2 separate regions of the Sus scrofa genome follow, and region 1 is linked to region 2. The links are chromatin contacts, called in public Hi-C maps. All regions are on one chromosome and are shown on one strand. Each heading gives the region's core, a stretch centred on a gene start, on an enhancer-like site or on the middle of the called end of the contact. The rest is flanking DNA. Distances are from core to core; before and after follow the strand shown. Region 1 overlaps SSH2 (protein phosphatase Slingshot homolog 2). Region 2 overlaps LOC102161554 (a long non-coding RNA gene).

The links. Hi-C and Micro-C count contacts between places; a contact is called where the count stands out from the background.
Region 1: a contact with region 2 is called in a Hi-C map of embryonic fibroblasts, with 2.1 times the contacts expected there. The contact joins two enhancer-like sites. A contact is called at or near these places in 2 of 47 Hi-C or Micro-C datasets (embryonic fibroblasts and omental adipose tissue).

The regions. Positions count from the first base shown.
Region 1 is chr12:45,930,747-45,935,232 of Sscrofa11.1, reverse strand. The region is part of intron 3 of SSH2 (protein phosphatase Slingshot homolog 2); the gene reads left to right. Among named protein-coding and RNA genes, the nearest start is that of CORO6, 120 kb to the right of the region's middle. Within about 2 kb of position 3,177, at least 69 of the 83 cell types and tissues checked have an H3K27ac peak or open chromatin away from gene starts, as enhancers often do. A contact at or near this core is called in embryonic fibroblasts, where this site is marked.
Region 2 is chr12:45,572,473-45,576,824 of Sscrofa11.1, reverse strand. The region is part of intron 2 of LOC102161554 (a long non-coding RNA gene); the gene reads right to left. Among named protein-coding and RNA genes, the nearest start is that of TAOK1, 22 kb to the left of the region's middle. Within about 2 kb of position 2,279, at least 30 of the 83 cell types and tissues checked have an H3K27ac peak or open chromatin away from gene starts, as enhancers often do. A contact at or near this core is called in embryonic fibroblasts, where this site is marked.

The DNA of each region.
Region 1 (4,486 bases), core at 1,928-4,427, 360 kb before region 2:
AGCCACAGCAGTGCAGGATCTGGGCCACATCTGTGACATACACCACAGCTCACAGCAACACTGGATTCTTAACCCATTGAGCAAGGCCAGGGATCGAACCCACATCCTCATGGATATTTGTTGGATTTGTTACTGCTGATGGGAACTCCCAGTAATGGAAGTATCTTATGGATACAAGAGGCATTTATTACTTTAAAAAAAAATAATGCTATCAATAAATGAATCTACAAAAAAATTTAATTTGGGCATAGCTAATGCTAACATTTTAGAGTATTCATATTTCTGACTCTTGGAATGGTCAGCAAATGATATTAAAAATTTCATTTCCAAATCTGTTAAACTCAAGCAAAATCATAAATACAGCAATTTTTCTTCAGGGGTTTTGTTCAATTTTTTAGAGAAAGCCCCTTCTGACTTCATGTGGAGTAGAAAACTAGCTTAGTTTATTTCATGCTGCTCAATTTAATTTGGAATCATTTTTGAATTCCTAGATGCTTGGGTACAGAGAGCTCACTCCCTCAAGCCTTGTTTTCTGACAGTGGAGAGTAAAGGATTAAACTGAACTGAAACTAAATCGATTGACATTTTGACACTCTGCAGATTGTGAAAAGAAGGGGAATTTGTTCAACTTTTTAAAACAGTAGTAGGAAAAAACTGTTTCCTTAAAGATACCTCAGTCTGCAAAGAGGCATGTTCTAGTGCTTTCCCAGTTTTCTATATTACCATTCAAAATGAGAATTTAACTTAGAAAAGCTTTTGAAAAGGACTGGATGGCAGTGTTAAAATCATCTTCATTTATTGAACAGGCACTGACAGAGGTCTTTGAGGGAAAACAAAGGACTGCGCACTTATGAGGTGTCACTATAGGAACATATTTATAAAAGACGAGTATACATATTTATAAAATCTTTATCTCTAGAGTTTTTAAATGCCAGAGACATTAAGTGTTGAACTAAGTAAAATACATTTCCTGCTGACTTCTTTTTCCGACAAATACAGACGATTACCATGCCATTATCTTCCTAAATGGCATCATCTAGTGTTGACTTCAATAAAATCCTATCTGTGCTGTGTCATGAAAGAACTGGACTCACCTTTGCAGTGCTGTTCTAAACAGCCTGCTGCTTTTATTTTTTTTAAATCACTGCAGGAGGCTGTAATAAATTATAGCCTGGAAGAAGTTTCAAACTGGCAAGTTTGCCAGATATTTAAAGCAATTTATTTTGGGGTGTATCAGCAGATTTTTTTCTTATACTGCCATTTGGGTGCTTGCTGACACAGCCTGAATAAATCTTTCAAAATTTTTCCTTTCTAGAGATGGATGAAGATGATGCACTGGACTCCAAAGTCCAGACCTTTCATTAACTCTTTACTGACCAACTAATTCCTTCCTATTACCAGATATAGCAAATTTAGATATCTGTTTTCAGCGTGAGTTTGCAATATTTCAAGCCCCTCATTGCCTTGGCAACAACTTTAAGTTTTCTGGAAGGATCAACTAACAAAAAGTGATTCTGGGTTTAGACAGAATTTATAGTTTAGATTATTTCATTACTAGTAGTTTGAAAATTGCCAAACTCAATAGGAACAGAGATCTGAAAATTTATATAAAACAAAGATTTATTTCTTCTTGATTCTAGCCTGTGGTGAGGAGTAAGTAAAGTGAATTCTTCCTCATTTTTGCCTCTTTTCTCTTATAGTTCTCTTCTAATCTTTTCTCATGATATCTTATAATAGTGAAGTTGCTTTTTTTTTTTTTTTTTTTTTTTTTTAATGCTCTTTTATGGCTGCACCTGCAGCATATGGAGGTTCCCAGGCTAGGGGTCGAATCAGAGCTGTAGCTGCTGGCCTACACCACAGCAATGGGGGATTCAGCTGCCTATGCGACCTACACCACAGCTCACAGCAACACCGGATCCTTAACCCAATGAGGGACACCAGGGATCGAACCCCAATCCTCATGGATCCTAGTCAGGTTCCTTAACAGCTGAGCCACAAAGGGAATTCCTGAAGTTGCTTTTTTAAATTACTAATTTTGGCTCTAGAATACCTAAAGCAACTTTATATTAATGTTTTAGTGAAGTATTCACAAAAGCTAAAAATACTGATGCCTGAAAATATTTATTCTGATGAGACAGGAAGGACAAAAGATAAGGGAGCTAACCTTTACTGAGTGCCTGTGGGGGGGTGCCTGGGGCGGGGGAAGCAGTTCCTTTTGTAAGCCACTGCATAGTTTGTAGGAGAGAGAGAAATGAGATTCTCATTTTACCGAGAGCTGGTCCCAGGTCAAGTGGAAGGCTCTTCTCATTGAGTTGTTGCGAAAATCATTAAGGCTTAAACTCATGAAAGCACCAGGGAATAGGGTTTGGTGGGGAAAGCCCTACATACAGCAGGAGTCCTATCTAAGTGACATCACTTACAAGTGAGTTCATCAACATTCATTACTCTAAATGTTTCCACATCTGTACAGTGAGGATATAGTCTCTCCATCCTGTCTCTCTCTAGATCATTTGGCACGGTGATCTCGACCATTGCTGCACACTGGAATCACTGTGGAGCTTTGAAAAAAACTGCTTTCTAGATCTCAGCTTTAAGAAATTCCGACTTGATTGGTTAGTCCAGGGTGCAGATGGGCATTGGGAGTCTTTACATCTCTACAGGTGACTCGTATGTGTGGTTAAGGCTGTGAATCCTTGGTTAGGAAAGCCCTCGTGAATTTACTTACAAGGATAGCAGATGTTATCAACAGTGTAGATAGATTTTTTTTTTCCCCATCATAACCTCAACTCTTTTGCTTTAAACAACAACAAAAAATCCGGTTAATTTCTGCATTCTCCTAGCCCATGGCACATAGGAAGCCATGCATTTTGTGGGTGTACAGCCTTTTAAAGTTTTAAGATCATTTGAAAAAATAACGTTTGTTTGAGGTTCAAACAAAGCCAACTAAGAGGCAGGACCTTTCTGTTCAAACGTTCTAAAGAAATGTGAGCCTTTCCCCCGACCCCCGGCTCGCGTTACTCCAGGCGCGGCTTGCGGCCCACCCATGCTCCCCAGGCCCGCACGCGGTAGCGGGATCTGGTGGGTGCTAGGAGCTCCGGGGCGGGGCGCCGGCAGGGCCGACCCTCCAGCCTCGTAGGACCCGCCCCACCCCGCCCCGGACGTGAGTAGGGGCGGGCTTCTGGTAGCGCCCAGCCGCCGGGACTCCGGAGCCGAGCCCCAGGGCTGCGGCGGCTGCCTCCGCGCCACCCGGCGGACTCAGTTCCGCCGCCGGGATCCCGCGTTGTCCGCGCCTCCAGTCCCGCCGAGTTCAACGCGAGCGCCTTGTGCCCGAGCCGGGCGGGGGGCCAGGATGCGGAGCTGTGCGCCGTGAGCCAGCTCCATGACCCTGAGCACGTTGGTCCGCAAGAGGAAGGCGCCCCCCGCCTGCACCTGCAGCCTCGGTGGCCCGGACATGATCCCCTACTTCTCCGCCAACGCGGTCATCTCGCAGAACGCCATCAACCAGCTGTGAGTGCGCCGCGCGCCCTCCTGCCTTCCGCAACTCGGGAAGTTTGCTTTTCAGCAGCCGCTTTCCCCAGCGGCTGGGAGCAAGCAAGCGAGGGCGAAGTCTTACCCTGCGTGCTTGCAGGTCTCGGGGCATCCGGGGGCACAGTGGGGTGGAGGTGTAGTCCGAGGGTGAAGATGGACAGAAGAATCCTTTGCGAGAACTTGTGGTAAACTTTGAGAGACTGAAAAGTGAGGTCGCCCCAAGGAAGTTGTCGGTGATGACCGAGTGACAGCAGTATGCCTTTCGGGGCACTCGGGCTGAAGGGCGGTCAGTAGCCTCAGAACCGCCGGCCGGAAACCATGGGACTCCCTTGCGGGTCCTGCTGGTGCTCAGGCTCCCGTGTTTGTCATTTTAGTTTTTTGTTTCAAATAAGATTGCCTGTGACCATAGGCTTCGGTTGTAAACCGTGCATACAAAGAAAGGCAGTCCATTCTTGACACCCCCTGGTTGTAGCCTGGAATTATTTCAGAAACCTGGATGTTAATAGTTTGGTTCTTTTTCAGTCTTCGTCTGTAGTAGTGCGTGCTCACAACCCAAGCCTTCAATCGCTAAAGTGCAAGATTCAGTTGTATCTTTAATCACTGTTTTCAAAGTTTCTAGAGGTGTTCTTCCTTGCTATTGTGGTTTAGCTATTTTTCTGAGAACCGTGTGCTGAAGCTTGTGGTTAATCTCAAATCGCAGTTATAAAGGGCGAAGTGGAGGTACTCCCATCTATTCAAGTTGCATCCTTAAACTAGTTGAATAGTTTAGGGTTACTTTTAGATAACCAGCAGTTTGGTCTTTGAATTGTATTACCACTCACACTCTGAGTAGCTTCAAGGAGAGTCACCTTCTGAGGTTTTCCCAGACTCCTGGCCCTTAAGCAACTTCTCTCTTCCTCCCAGGGCAAGCCTGATGTACTTTTTAGTTTAATGTCCAATAGAAACTTTCCATCCTCTC
Region 2 (4,352 bases), core at 1,030-3,529:
CAAAAAAGAAAGAAAGGAGAAGAAAAGAAAAGAAAGCTTTCTTAGAGAAAGTAAACTCTACATTGGGACCAGATAGAGGAAGGGGAATAAAAAGAGCATAGCACATTCTAGGATCTGAAAGCAGCTTAATGAGGCTGCCAGAAAATGAGAGGGGATAGTAAGGTACAAGCAGCAACTACATTATTCAGGACCTAATAACTGTACTTACCATTTATCAACACAGAACTGACACTGTGCTGGGCATTTAATATTTACATATTGGCTTATTTAGTCCTCCCAACAACCCTATGAATTATTATTAGGAATAATTAGGAATAATTATTGTTTACATTTTTTAGAGGAGGAAACCAGGACTTGGTGAGATTTAGTAACTTTCTTATGATCACTTAACTAGCAACTGCCCAGACTGCTAAATTATACTTTGTGGCTGTATTAAGGATTACCATTTTTTATTTTAAGAGCAATAGGAAGGACTTCCTGTCATGGCTCAGTGGTTAACGAATCCAACTAGGAACCATGAGGTTGCAGGTTCAATCCCTGGCCTTGCTCAGTGGGTTAAGGATTCAGCATTGCCGTAAGCTGTGGTGTAGGTCGAAGACACGGCTCAGATCTGGTGTTGCTGTGGCTCTGGCGTAGGCTGGCGGCTACAGCTCCGATTAGACCCCTGGCCTGGGAACCTTCATGTGCCATGGATGCAGCCCTACAAAAGACAGAAAGACAAAAAACAAAACAAAACAAAAAAGAGTACATATGGAGTTCCCGTCGTGGTGCAGTGGTTAACGAATCCGACTAGGAACCATGAGGTTGCGGGTTCGGTCCCTGGCCTTGCTCAGTGGGTTAACGATCCGGCATTGCCGTGAGCTGTGGTGTAGGTTGCAGACGCGGTTCAGATCCCGCGTTCCTGTGGCTCCGGTGTAGGCGGGTGGCTACAGCTCCGATTCGACCCCTAGCCTGGGAACCTCCATATGCCATGGGAGCGGCCCAAGAAATGGCAAGAAGACAAAAAAAAAAAAAAAAAAAAAAAAATACACATGCACAATGGAATATTAATCAACCATTAAAAGGAATGAAATACTGGCATTTTTAGCAACATGGATGGACCTAGAAATTATCATGCTAAGTGAAGTCAGCCATACAATGAGACACCAACATTAATGCTTTCACTGACATGTGGAATCTGAAAAAAGGACAGACTGAATTTCTTTGTAGAACAGATGCTGACTCACAGACATTGAAAAACTTATGGTCTCTGGAGGAGACAGTTTTGGGGGTGGGGGGATGTGCTTGGGTTGTGGGATGGAAATCCTGTGAAATTGGATTGTTGTGATCATTATACAACTACAGATGTGATAAATTCATCTGAGTAATAAATTTAAAAAAAGGCAAAAAAACAAAACAAAAAGCAATAGGAAGCCCTTGAAGGATTTTTTTTCTTTTTTGGCCACACCTGCAGCATATGGAAGTTCCTTGGCCAGGGACTGAATCTGAGCTGCATCTGTGATCTGCACCACAGGATCAAATCCACACCTTCCCGGAGACAACCCTAGATCCTTAACCCGCGGTGCCATAGTGGGAACTCCCACCCTTGAAGGATTTTAAACAAATTTGTCCTTCAGAAAGATCACTCTGGTTGCAGAGTATAGAACAGATTCTAGGGAATAAAGGGGGACGCAGGGAGGCCCTTTGGGTTCCTATTGCAGACCAAGTGAGAGGTAGAGAGCTGGACCAAGGTGGTAACGGTGAAAAGAATGTATCCATTCTTTTATTACTCTGGTCAATACACATTTAATAAGCTCCCACTAAGAGTACCAGGCACCAGGGATGTAAAGATGAACAAGGTAGATGGGGTCCTGCCCTCACAAAGTTTAAGAGAATAGAGAGAGAAGTAGTAGAATTGAATGTGAGAGGGATGGAAAAGAGGAAGTCTGGGATGACCTATTGTCTTGTAGTGGCTTTATCACCCTCAACCTTTCCACTTCACTACTTCCCCTAAGGTTGTGCATGCTCAGGTCCAGAGCAAGGGGCTAACAGTTAAGAAAGACCAAAGACATTTAAGAAAGGGTTTTGTATGCCATTCTCATCAGCTCAGACTTTATTCTGGAGACTTTAGGGAGCCATTGAAAATGTGTAAGCAGGGAAATGGCTTGACCAGATAAGCATGTTAGCAAGATCAAGATTTATCCTTTCTGAAATTTACAGTTCCTGCAGATTGTACAGCCAGTGAGTGATAAAGCTCAAATTTTCTTTTCATATTCTGCCCTCTAGTGGCAAGAGTAAAAATAGCAGGTTCCAACTCGTCAGCTACAAGGAGCAGCCTACTTTGATTTGCCCGGGATGTCACCGCTCTTGTCCTGTTGTTGAGACAGTTTTCAGCAGAGACCATCCATTTATTCCAGGATTCCCCCGGCTCAATGGACACAGCTCTGGCTCAAATTATAGAAAGCCTTATGCTGAGCACACTCACCAGCCTGGTTTCCAACCTCCCACCCCCACCTCCACACTCTTCCTCTCTTCAATGCCCTTGCAATGGCAGATCTCTCAGGAGGCAGCCCTAAGGAGGCAGCCCTAAGGAGGCAGCAAAAGCGAACACTGCTGCCCTCAGGTGGAGACCTAGTGAAGTGCGCATTGCATTTTTCCTGGAACTACTCCCTCTCGGGCAGTCAATTCTTTAAACTTGGTATCTTACTGAGTTTCTGCTTCATTTACAACCGAGTTGTAAAGAGATAGTGCCCCCTTCTACTCTAGGACTCAAATTAAAGGAAGCAATGTGGAGGAGGAAAACGCTCCGTGAATTCAGCATTGTCATCATCACAATTACCAGTTAACTGACTCAGGAGAACAACTTTTCAAAGGCTCGAAAATAGAGAGTAGAGTAGAAATAGGCTAGTCTCCTCAAAGACATATCCTGTTTTCCTTGAAAAGAGTTGTTACCTTTCTCTCAAAACTTAATTCTTGTCCCTCTGCCCCAGGTTCCCTGTGCTTCTAAGATGGAGTTCTGATAATGTCTGTCTTAATGAAAGTCATATCCAAGTCTATGGATCTTGGAATTAAATACTGGAATCGCTTCTCAAAAATCCAGATTGATTCAACATCCTCTGGCAATGTTCCTTTGACGTTCTCGCCAATGCTAATGAACTTGGGCCACACTCTCCTCCAATCACTGACTCAGCACTTAAGGGCAAAGAGACCTTTTAAATCTCATCTCAGCTAAGACACTCCTTTACCTACTAAAAGGGTGATTTTGTGAACTAAACACTGGTGCTGTTTTTCTGATGGAGCACCCACAAGTATTCCAGAATTTCTTTTAAAGCAGAGCCTTTAAGATTTCTGACCGACAGAACCCTCCCCCGTTCAAGCCCTCTATTCACCCAGGAATTTTCGATGGAAATACTACTGCTGGCTAGAGTGGAGCAGCATACCAGTGCTGCTGAGAGCTGAGTGGCCGTTGCCATGGGGGCAAGAGTGTTTGTATAGAGCTGCTATACAAGGTAGTCAGCTTGGGGGCTGCTTCGATTCAGAAGATTCTAGAACTGAGCCAGCACTCTCATTTTACAGATGAGGAAATTGAGGCCCAAAGACTCAGTTCAATGACTTATCCAGGGTCCTAGGGCAAGTTAGAGACAGCGTTGTGCTCTTTGCAATAACACCTCACCCTTTACATTAGAGCACTCATGCTGGTTGAGTAGGTGCTCCTCCACCCATTTCCACTAATGTCACGGTGCTAGAACAGCACCGCCAGTTCCAGATAGAAATGCCAGGAAATGCAGAACTGGCAACAATGGGCATGTAAATATCTTTGCATATGTTTGCATCGAATTACATGTGCACACCAGTGGGTGACTGAGCTAGCTAGGTATTTGTATAGCTCTCTGAGTCCTGGAATTCCTTAAACCTCAGTTTCCTCACACATGAAATTCAGATAAGAAATAGTACCTTACCTCAAAGGATTAAATGAGATAAGGTCTTTAAAGCACTTACACACAGTAGCTGGCATATAATAAGTGTTGGATATTATTCTATTCCCATTATGTCTTTCAACAATGGACCGTGTCAGGGATTTCTTTTAAGGCACTGAGTTAAATGCTTCAATTTTTTTCATTTAATTTTCACAATAATCCTTTGAAGTAGGCTCTTTCATTTTCTACGTAGCGCTGATGAAAAAACTAGGCCTAGAGAGGTTGAGTAACTTGCATAACGTCACAGGGCTAGGAAGTGGCTGAGAAAGAACCAAAACCAGGTCTGTCTAATATTAATGCCCTCAATCTTAATAATTAGGTTATACTGTCTCTCCTATAGGAAAGCGGAAGATCAACTGATCTCTTCTAGTGTTTCTGAGTTTGTTTCCTAAAACT